Regions from separate parts of the Mus musculus genome. Here regions 1 and 3 are each linked to region 2. Evidence: chromatin contacts called from public HiChIP or PLAC-seq and promoter capture Hi-C data. All regions are on one chromosome and are shown on one strand. Each heading gives the region's core, a stretch centred on a gene start, on an enhancer-like site or on the middle of the called end of the contact. The rest is flanking DNA. Distances are from core to core; before and after follow the strand shown. Region 1 overlaps Mfsd14a (major facilitator superfamily domain containing 14A). Region 2 holds the start of Agl (amylo-1,6-glucosidase, 4-alpha-glucanotransferase). Region 3 holds the start of Sass6 (SAS-6 centriolar assembly protein).

What was found. Promoter capture Hi-C pulls out the DNA fragments that hold promoters and counts their contacts. HiChIP or PLAC-seq counts read pairs in DNA pulled down with a chosen protein or histone mark.
Region 1: a contact with region 2 is called in a promoter capture Hi-C map of hematopoietic stem and progenitor cells, with 2.1 times the contacts expected there. The contact joins the enhancer-like site here to the promoter of Agl in region 2. A contact is called at or near these places in 8 of 39 promoter capture datasets (the C10 cell line, the HPC-7 cell line, fetal liver and 4 more), 1 of 484 Hi-C or Micro-C datasets (CD4 T cells), 5 of 115 datasets of contacts at active chromatin or transcription factors (cardiomyocytes, effector CD8 T cells, embryonic stem cells and 1 more) and 3 of 9 other capture datasets (adipose tissue, liver and pancreatic islet).
Region 3: a contact with region 2 is called in an H3K4me3 HiChIP or PLAC-seq map of embryonic stem cells, with 37 read pairs. The contact joins the promoter of Sass6 here to the promoter of Agl in region 2. A contact is called at or near these places in 24 of 39 promoter capture datasets (the 3T3-L1 cell line, 3T3-L1-derived adipocytes, the C10 cell line and 17 more), 13 of 484 Hi-C or Micro-C datasets (CD4 T cells, LSK cells, cortical neurons and 8 more), 17 of 115 datasets of contacts at active chromatin or transcription factors (the 230-238 cell line, the SCID.adh cell line, astrocytes and 12 more) and 4 of 9 other capture datasets (adipose tissue, embryonic stem cells, liver and 1 more).

Annotation. Positions count from the first base shown.
Region 1 is chr3:116,648,353-116,651,644 of GRCm38.p6, forward strand. Mfsd14a (major facilitator superfamily domain containing 14A) reads right to left here. Exons shown (of 12, transcript NM_008246.2): 2 at 3,052-3,147; 3 at 167-229. Among named protein-coding and RNA genes, the nearest start is that of Mfsd14a, 13 kb to the right of the region's middle. Within about 2 kb of position 1,404, at least 24 of the 459 cell types and tissues checked have an H3K27ac peak or open chromatin away from gene starts, as enhancers often do. A contact at or near this core is called in adipose tissue, hematopoietic stem and progenitor cells and neutrophils, where this site is marked.
Region 2 is chr3:116,806,735-116,810,101 of GRCm38.p6, forward strand. It overlaps Agl (amylo-1,6-glucosidase, 4-alpha-glucanotransferase), which reads right to left and starts at 1,432. Exons shown (of 34, transcript NM_001081326.1): 1 at 1,294-1,432; 2 at 534-683. The coding sequence starts at 615.
Region 3 is chr3:116,592,778-116,596,416 of GRCm38.p6, forward strand. It overlaps Sass6 (SAS-6 centriolar assembly protein), which reads left to right and starts at 2,181. Exons shown (of 17, transcript NM_028349.3): 1 at 2,181-2,401. The coding sequence starts at 2,337. Trmt13 (tRNA methyltransferase 13) reads right to left here. Exons shown (of 12, transcript NM_030016.3): 2 at 1,862-2,816. The coding sequence starts at 2,008.

The DNA of each region.
Region 1 (3,292 bases), core at 154-2,653, 160 kb before region 2:
AGTCAAAGCTTATATAGAGCCCAGAGTCCAAAAAGAATTAACTAATAACTCAAATTATACTCTATCTAGTTATAAAAACTTTATTCCTCAGGGATACAATCAGCATACAAAACTATAAATATAAATACATGTGTGTACATGTGCACACACATAGAACTAACCATACCTTTACTCCTTGAATTAGGCCATTCATCAGAAATGTATGTTTAGGGAAGGTTTCATGCAATACCTAAGACAAAGAAAAAAGCCACATTACATTTTACTCTCGGTAAATTGTCCACGTTAACATTTTCAAACAACTCCTACCCTTGGCTTTTCTTTTTTTTCTTTTCTTCCTTCCTTCCTTTCTTCAAGATAGGGTTTCTCTGTGTCTCCCTGGCTGTCCTAGAACTTGTTCTGTAAAGCAGGCCGGCCTTGAATTCAGAGATCCACCTGCCTCTGCCTCCCAAGTGCTGGGATTAAAGGTGTGGGCCTCCTCCGCCAAGCTCAAACAACCTCTCATAATGCAGTCTAGTTTTATTTCATATGGATTTCCAGATTAGCATGGTGCTGTGGGCTCTCAGAGATGGAGCGACTGAGCTCGCTCGTCTGGCTTGGAAGCCAGCGCTTCTTCCACTCAGAACACTGCCTGTTCTGACATGGGGAGGCCACGAGAGAGAGGAAGAATGCCATTAAGCGTACTCAGGACATTTTGCAAGAACCAAGACATCTCCCCTTTCCTTTAGTTCCTCTTCTTGCCAATGACAAGAGACCTTGGAAAACATATTTTTTATAAATAAAAAATGAGAAACTTAGAGGAAACTGGAGGAGAGCTCTATGGTAGAGCATTGCCTGGCACAGACAAGGCCCTGCCTGGGATTTATACCCAGCGGAGATGAAAGATGAAAATAACAAGTAACTGTGAATTAAAGAAGCACATGAACGAGAAAAAGCATGTTTCTGGTTTTGTTTTTATACAACCTGGAGAGGAGTAGGAGGAAAGACCCCACCAGCATCTACCACTAAGTTGGCAACACTGCTAAGCAACTTACTATGCACAGGCAGCGCTCTCTTATTTGTTGGGAATAATAATTATCTAGTTTCAAAATCGCAAAGTTACAACTGGAGGTTTTAGAGTACGTGATTAGCATGCATGAGGCCCTACACTAATTCCAGGACAGGAAGGGAGGAAGTGAGTGAGCACTGCTAGCCTGAGGTATCTTTTTCTCGTCTTTTAAAGGGTTTTATTTGTGTATGTGTCACATGCTTGTTAGTATCTATGGGGGCCAGAAGAGAACGCTGGGTCTCCTGAAGCTGAAACTGCAGATGGTTTTGAACTGCCAGCAGAGGTGCTGGGAAACAAACTAGGGTCCTCTGATGAAGAGCAAGTCCTCTCAGCCATGAAGCTCTCTCGTCACTTCAGATGAGGTGACATCATCTGTTAGTTACAATAAAGGCCCAAGGAACTGAAGCAGGGACTCTGCACCACACTCAGGGTGTTTAACTTCAGCTTTATCAGGACCGGGAATAAACAGAGTTCAGAGGCAGAGCACTCATCAGCTTGCATGAGGAAGCCCTACACTCTTTTGTTCGATTTTACTATCGAAGCTTTAAGGCCTAGAAATTTTGGAAGCATCACTGAACAGATAACACATTATAATTGTCTCTATTTGACTTACTCTCATAATGGCAGAGGTAAAGGCCACCGAGAAGCTACACATTCTTGTCACGTCTCGACACACAGTGGGTAAGATTTCAGGAGAACCTTCCCATCAGACTTAACACAGTTCTATCCCATGACTCCAGCTCCTATGCAAGCTGAGGCAGGGGCTTACAGAGTTTATGGCAAGCCTGGGCAGCATAGTGATAACCCTTCAGGAGCTAGCGTGCGTGCACACCCCATACACACACCCCTACATTCTGAACAACTATGGATCCATTTTAGGTAAGTTAGCTCTACTTTTTAAAAAGAAAAGGACCTCTATCAAAATGCATTCAAACTAGCATTCTTATAGCTAAGTATATTACTGAGAGAGCTATCCTAGCTTTAAATAAATGACAGATTATAAAGAAAAACTACTTATTTGAAGATGATTATGGCCTGTGTATTCAAACCTTGTAACCTTGTAACCTTGTTAAACATCAATATTTTATACACAAAAAGCAATGATTATGTAGGTGTAGATAAATCTGCCATACAATATGGATTGTGAACATTTTTAGACTCTTGCAATCTACTTACATGGTCATTTGATTTTTTTTTAAATGAACAATCTTTAATGTCTCATGAGTATAAAATGATCAAGCTCATGACCACACATACAAGTAAGCGAAGTGTTTTAAATTTCTCTTCTCGGGGCCTGGAGAGAGAAATGGCTTCATGACTAAGCACTCCCGAGCTGCTCTTCTAGAGACTCAGAACTACCTGCAAACCCCGTTCCAGGAAACCTAATACCTCCGTGCGGGCACCAGGTGCGCGCGTGGTGGACATACATACAGGCAGGCAAAATACCCATACATGTCATTTCTTAAAAATTCTACCCTGAGCTTCTGTAAGCTGCTTGCGCCTCCCACACAGACTCCTCTATGTGTGGGAATGGCACTCAACTTTCTTTTCCTCACTGACTGAGGAAATTATCCATCACCTGAGCTGTTGGTTCAGGAAAACAGACCTCTATGATTCCAAATCTTGAAAAACATATGTAACATCACTTTTAGCCTTTGTAGATCGTGAGCTCAAATGAAACAAACTGACTTAGGAGAAGAGAGCTATGCAATTTACCTCAAAATAATTATGTTGAGTAATAAGGGCCCTGGATTTCACCTTCCTTAAACCAATCAGTGTAAAAATCCCTCCTCTCTCCCTACCGATCAGGGCGACCATGTCTCTGCTGGGACACACCCACACGTGTGCCACCACCCTAGGTCAGGGATACTTGCAAGAGATAACAAAAGCAGTAAGTACAGGCCACTTCTCAGGAAATGACCAGTTAGTGTCGGATAGCTATGGAAAGGGAAACAGGCCACCTTTTCTGCCATAGAAAACTAGTATGTACATTAAGGATTACTTACCACCAATGTGGGTGCTGTCAGTAGTCCCCAAGCAAAAAACTCCAAAAAGATGACAATAACCGCATGATACACACTAGGGGAGCCTATTCCTTGAGGCTGTAAAAGACAGGTTTTCAAAAGTTAAAAGTTAACAGTGTACTCCGGAATAACTCACAATGATGAAGATATTCAATACTTACTGAGTAAGAACATGCTACCTAACAATGGGGTATAGCTAGTCTAAACTGCAGTTTGGACTCTT
Region 2 (3,367 bases), core at 182-2,681:
CAAAGCTACATTATATATGATTTCACGAGTTATAACAATAAATGCTATTACTAATAACATGCTCAATCTTTTAACTGCACACGCACTCTCTACCACTTCTTTTTCTCCCTAAGGTAGGGACTGAACCCAGGCTAGGCACAAGTTCTACCCACGAGGGACTTCCTATAACCTGTAGTGTCTGCCTCCGGTGGTCGTCTGCAGCAAGATGAGCTGAGCTATCTTTGTGCTAACGTGACAGGTCTATTCTTAATCAACATTCATTCCTCACCACCAATGTACCTACCATTTTGGCACAAATCAAGATCTATGAAATTTCAGCTAACTTAAAGTTATTTGAGTGCGCGAGTGTGTGTGTGTGTGTGTGTGTGTGTGTGTCTGTTCATGCAGAGGACTGAATCTACAGCCTCATTTATGCTAAGCATGCATTCTACCTGCCAACACCCAGTCCCTAATTTTAAGTTAAAAAAAAATCTAATAGAACGCCAATGCATTAAAAGACATAAAAAGAGCTAATCAAACAACTTGCAACGGACCTTGTTCAAGTCTGAAGAGGGTCTTCTCTAGCTTCTCCATCTCGTTCAGTAGTAAAATTCGAATCTGCTTACTGTGTTCCATTTTGGCTTCTGGAGGATTCGAACTCTTTCCGTAGAACTAAAAGGACTCCAAAGTGGAATGAGTTACCCCTATAAAACAAAGTGGAATTATTTAAAAAAAAAAAAAAAAGGAGAAGAAGAAGAAAAAAAAAAAGAAAGAAAGAAAGAAAAGAAAAGAAAATATGACCTAAAACTCTCTGGAGTTGACAGCGGCACTTACATGTCCTAGATAGGTTTAAAGCCAAGAAGAGCAATGAGAAAGAGCAAAATCTTGTCAGTAAAGCCCAACAAGGGAGAAGTTTCTTCTCTCTTGGAGCAGAATAAGAAAGCCTGAAGCAAAGATGTAGAGTCTTACACTCAGTTCAAAACAGAGCAGACCAACAAAACCCCTAAAGCATTCTCAGAGAAAAGCAATGCATCCGCGAAAACCCTGGAGTTCAGTGGCATAAATTCCGTTCCTGAGCCAGGGGGCCCTGAAAACTCCAAATGGCACTGTAGCCTCCAGCAGATCAGGCTGCTGAACAGGTGGAAGAGCGCCCAGTTCCCAAATTCGGGTCTGAAGCCACCAATAGGGAGGTGATTGGAGAGGTTAGCAGTTGCTGTCCCGGGAATAGCTGCGGCGGCGGTGGCATGCGATGTACAGAGCGGCTATAGATAGAAGGAATGCGCGTCCGGAGACGGACGCATTCCAGGCACTTACGAGCGGGATAGACGTGCGGCGTCGGGAGCGGGAGCCGGAGCCGGGTACAGCGGGAACGCCGGACGCAGCGGCGGCCCGGGGAGGGCAGGGCGGCCGTGAAGGGCACGGGGAGGGGCGCCGGGACCCGGGCCAGGGGACAGTGACAGGCCAGGGCCGCCGAGACTCCGCCCCCCGCGGCCGGAGGACGTGCCGACTCCGCTGGGCCCCGGACTAGCCTGGGGGGCGTGGCCCTGCCTCCCCGCCCACTTCCGGGAGCCATCGCCCCCGCTAGCACAGACCACTGATCTCGCGAGAGGTGGGCACGGCTTGTGGGTTTGAGGGGGTCTGGGCTTTGGGAACTGTCATTGCCCTGATGTGCGATCGCTCTGCCTCTCTAGGAAAAGTGAGTTCAAGAGCGAAGAAGAGCTGGGATAATGTTTAGTTAGGGACGTTCTTTCTGGGAAGAAAATGCAAAGTTGGGAAAACCAAGTTTCTTAAAATTCCCTGCTTGGCTTCATTAACCTTGTGACACACTGGTCGCTGGGAAGAGGGGACCTCAGCTAAGGAACTGCCTCCATCAGATTGGCCTGTGGGCTTGTGCATGGGAGCATTTTCTTGTTTTATGGTTGCTATATGGGAGGAAAATAGGCATGGCCACCCCTGGGCAGATGGGCCTTAGTTCCATAGGTAAACAGGCGGCCCAGCCCGGGAGGAGCAAGCCAGCAAGCTGCACTTCTCTATGGTCTCTGCTTGAGGTCCTGCCTCTGGGTCTTTCTCGTTGAGTTCCTGCTTTAACTTCCTCCAATAGAGCACTGTGACCAGGAAGTGTAAGCCAAACACTTTCTTTCCCCAACTTGCTTTTGGTTCAGGGTTTTGTCACAGCAAACATGCATTTTTATTTTTTATTTATTTTTATTATTATTATTTGGTTACCGTTGATTTAAAGACAAGGAAACAGACTCCCTCAAAGGTTAAGTAACATGCTTAAAGCCGCTTCATGAACAACGGAGTGTATGTGATTTCAAGTACATTCCCGATGATTTTGGTTCACTAAACCCTTCATCTAAGGTTGGCATTATTTTCCGTGGCTTGATATCAATAAGGACTTGGTAAAATGGAAGAATGAGTGTGCATTCTAGCTTATAAAGACGTTCTGGTTTTTCTGTGACAGTCATCTCAAGATTTCTCCTTCAGGTCTGATGTTCCCTTAGGCGTCTCTTCTGCTGTGTTCCTAGGAAGTGTGGAGGCCAGAGTGCGCCCTCTGTGAACTGGCTACAAACTCCTGCTTGACCATGAAATCCCCCAGTTGAAGGCTGCCTGCTAGACTAATGAACCCAGCAGGTCTTCGTTTGGGGAGGGTTGAAGAATGGGAGCCGGTGACTCAGATACCACACTCTATCGCTGTATGTTGGGTTTCTCTGATTTTCTTTTTTAAATGTAGATTACCCAAAGCGTTCTGATCCATAACTTCTCCATCTGAAATGTGGAGCATGGGTGCACGCTCTGACACTTTATCTGGTACAGATTCATCACACTATCCTCTGGCCAGCTCATTTTGCTGCTCCCCAGTGGATAGCTGTTCTCCAGGGCTGCAAAACTAGCCTTTCCCATTGTCCTGCCTCCAGCACAACTCACATGGTATGTCTAATGTCTCAAGTAGATAGCGGTGATTTATCCTTCTGAAAGTGCTTAAATTTTTCACGTGTTGTTAATTCTACTCAACTTTGGAGGTTTCATTTTGTGAAATAAGGAGAATAGTAAGTCACGGACATCTGCTTTGGTAAGAGACTCCTCGTAGAGTGCTTCTACAAGTCACATGACGTGACTCTAAAATGAGACTCGACAAGGATGTGCTATCTGTGAAGTTCTTGGAGTGCCAAAGATGGCGTTCCACAGCGCCACATGCATGCTGATGGATGTTTGTCACATTTGTGGCGTCCTGTGCATGCAGGATTTATATATACACAACAGTTTCATCCTGTAGCTCCCAGGAGAGAATCCTTAAGGACCTTCTAATAGACAATCTCAGTTTCTGTTAGTCCCGCAGATGAGAGGAGAAAAATGCCTACCCAAATCATGGACAGTTTAATTAAAG
Region 3 (3,639 bases), core at 931-3,430, 210 kb before region 2:
CACCATTAAGAAAAGATGTTAACCATGTACTTTGGATTAACTAACAACAATATTCATCATGTACAAAATGATCTTTTGAAATAAATATATACTGGGTATAAGTGGCTAAATTGAGCTGACTAAAATACTCATTACTTGCATCCTTGCTCTTTTTGAAAAGTGTTGCCCATTTAAATTGATTTTAAAATGCGTATTTGTCTAAAGGTGTTCAAATATGGGGAAATGATGGGCGTGGTGGAGCATGCTTTGAATATCAGCTCTCCAGAGGAAGGGCAGACAGAGCCAAAGGCCAGCCAGGGTGACCCTCAGACCCTCTCTCAGAATAGAGTACAGGAGAAAATACGCCAGGAACAACAAGGCATGGCTTTAACAATTTAGAATGGGTCATATTCACTAGCTTTGCAACTTTTCTAAATGCTAGTTACAGTCTTTTATGTTTTATGCATTTAATTATAGGCACTGGGAGAAAAGCAAGGGAAACAATGTTGGCAGGTCTGCCCCACAGATCCTATCAACCTGGATGCAACAGGATGGCCCAATTATTAAATCCAGAGGCCAGTGGTTAGGTGTGATTCTCAGCTCTTTCTATTAGCTGCTAACTCTATAATCCTGACTGCTTCATGTAAATAATAGTATAGACTTTCTATATTAAGTATAGACTTACTATATTATTAAGTAGAATAATAGTATGACTTGCTTCCTAAGGTTTGTGAAAATTGAATTTTTAAAAGCAAAATAACGTTTAGTACTAGCCCTACAGCCAAAGCTGACCAAGTATTTACTCTTAATTTTTCTCAATTGTTTATTTCAATTTATTTCAGAATGTTCATGAAGATACGCACACTGAATTTTAGAGAAAGTTAAGGAATTTTCAGTATTAAAAAAAACAACATTATTTCATGTATAGACTTTTAAATTAAATTCCAGTGTGATTCTTTGATGGAGACCAGCTAGTTGGGAGGCTAAGGCAGGAGAATTCCTGGGATCAGATGTTCAAGACCAATATGAGCAATTCAGCAAGATCCCCATCTCAAAAACAGAAAGTTGTCTTTCAAGGGAAATAGTACTCTAACTTTCAAAGCGTAATCACAGAACACACACACACACACACACACACACACACACACATTTTTAAAATCTATTGTTTGAGTTTAGAAACAGTGTATAGCAGGTTAGTAAAATGTTTTCTTTTTTGGTGTAGAGGGTAATGAGGCTTCCTGTGACTTTAGACTTAACTCTCCAGGAAAACACCTTATGAACTTGTAATTATTATTCTGGGACGGAGAAGGAAAAATAAACGTAAAATAACAAACTTCAAAGTTGAAAGCAAAGTTTTTTGTTTTGTTTTGTTTTGTTTTTTTCTTTTTTTTGTCTCTCAACAGACATTAATGTCATAAGACATTTTGGTTGTAAGTGCAAAAGTATTAGTGGCTCCTAATGTATAAAGAACAGGCAAATTACTAATCTACAAGTCTAAACAAACAAACAAAAATTGTTTCTAAGTTTCTTCCCCATGCATTCACAAGTGGTTATCGTTCAAAAACAATAACTATAATTAATTAGAACCCAGTTAATAAAACCTAGTGATCTTTTTCAAGCACTCCTTTATAAAAATAATCACTTCCCCTGAGGATGGGGGACTAGCGGAAGGAAGGATGAGTGTAAGGGTCTCTGAGACAGCAGAGGGAGCTTTTAGTACAAGAAAGCAATGCTCCTCGGGGGCTCCTCGCGGCTCCGAGCGGTGGGCAGAACTGCATTTACTTAAATCCATGGGACGGAAGCAGGAACCTGTCAAAGGGGCGAGACTGGGGTCCAGCACCCACAGACCCGCGACTCCCAGGAAGGGAGGGCGATAGCTGACCTCGGCGGAGCCAGCGTGTTCGCCACAGAACCTTTTCCCCGCGGCCGCCACCATCCTGCAGAAGCGCTTCTTCTTTTCTACGAAGTAGTTGCATCTGCCGTCGATGGGAAATCCGATCGAGGGCGAAGTCGCCGCCGGAGCCTCCATAACGCTGGGTCCTTTTGAAAGCCTGGCTCAGCCCAAAGTTGTCAGTCCCCTTTGGTCCCACTTCCCTTAACAAACGTGGCCGCCTGAGGGGGGTGGGTCCACGGAAATGACGCATCAGCCCGGCTCGGTCGGTGCCCGAACCGGAAAAAGGTGACGGTGGCTGACGAGGTCCAAAGCTCCTTCGTTCCCTCTGTTTATCGTTTCCCTCCTCCTCCGCGGGAGCTGAGCGCCAAACTCAAACTCATCGGGACCGGCTCTTCTTTGCAGCCGGGACCGAAGGCCGGGCCTACTGGGCTTCTTCACCCTCCCGTCGGGGCAGCGGTCCGACATGAGTCAAGTTCTGTTCCAGCAGCTTGTTCCCTTGCTAGTGAAATGCAAAGACTGCGAGGAGAGGTGAGCTCCCGGAGCCGGCGGGTGGCGGTTGGGGTCGCGCCAATGGGGAAGATGGCGGCTGGGTTCCGTGGGGATCGGTCGGTCCGCGGGTGTCGGACTGTCACACCGGGAATCGGGAAGGGACCCTGCGGACTTAATGGATACCTTTGTTTGTGGCCGGGCCGGCCGTTGCGGAGGGGACGCGAGGAAAGGGAATGAGGAAATGGCAAGCCGACTCCTTCACGTCCGTGTTCTGGCCCTCAGCGGGACAGAGCCCAGCCTGTCCTTTCTGGGTGGCAACTCTGATTCTCCCTGTCATTTCCACAAAAGCTTCACGGTGACTTCAGGGAGCTGTCCGCACTAGGATTCAGGTCGCCCGGCCCTTCACTCATGCTCTCCTTTGAAGAACACTGGGGGTGAAGCTTTAGAACTCCATCTAAAAACAAAACAAAACGTTCAGTGACATATTTCGGTTCATCCGCACGTCAGTTTCAATCATTTAACCAACTCCCAAAACTGGAAAAATCAGGAATTCTGTACATTCAAAACATAAGTCAACCCGTAAAGCCCTTCGTCGGACCCCTGGGGATACCTTGATCTTCACAGAGTTTACACTAGGGTATCTTATCGCACAGATGAATGCAAACTTGCCACACTAACCACAGGCGATCTGATTTTTCCCTCTTTTACTAATAACTTTTTAGTTGTTAGTTTCTGTGAACATTACATTTTCTCATTTGCTAAATTGATTTAATATGTCTAGCTGTTCATTTGATTGCAATGAAGACCAGGTGTGAAAATGTTTGTAGAAACTAAACGGTGAAAAAAATGTTGAATTAAAAAACAACAAAAACAAAAAGAAGACACTGATGTATTGAGTCGCTGGACTGTTAAACTGTGGTATGCGATTTAAAATTAGGTCCAGAATCAACCAGCAAAGCAGTCAGAAAAATGGACTTAAAACATCAGCCGTATATAGGAATCTGTAGGTTATTTAATTGTCTTATTGTTTGTTTGATTTTGACAGTTGAAGTGGTGCCCTCACTTAGCATGCTCTACCACTGATGTGTAACCCCCACCCCACCCCAGCCTCTCATTGGTGATTATTTTGTGATGTTTAATATATAGACATGTAGTTATTGAATTCGGGCTAATCCAAACTGATGTCTGTAAGTATAAAATTCATAGATTTTGAAGACCTGCTAGTAACAGAAATGTAAAAAGTCTCAATTTTATGTTGATTATCTGTTGCGGCTTTA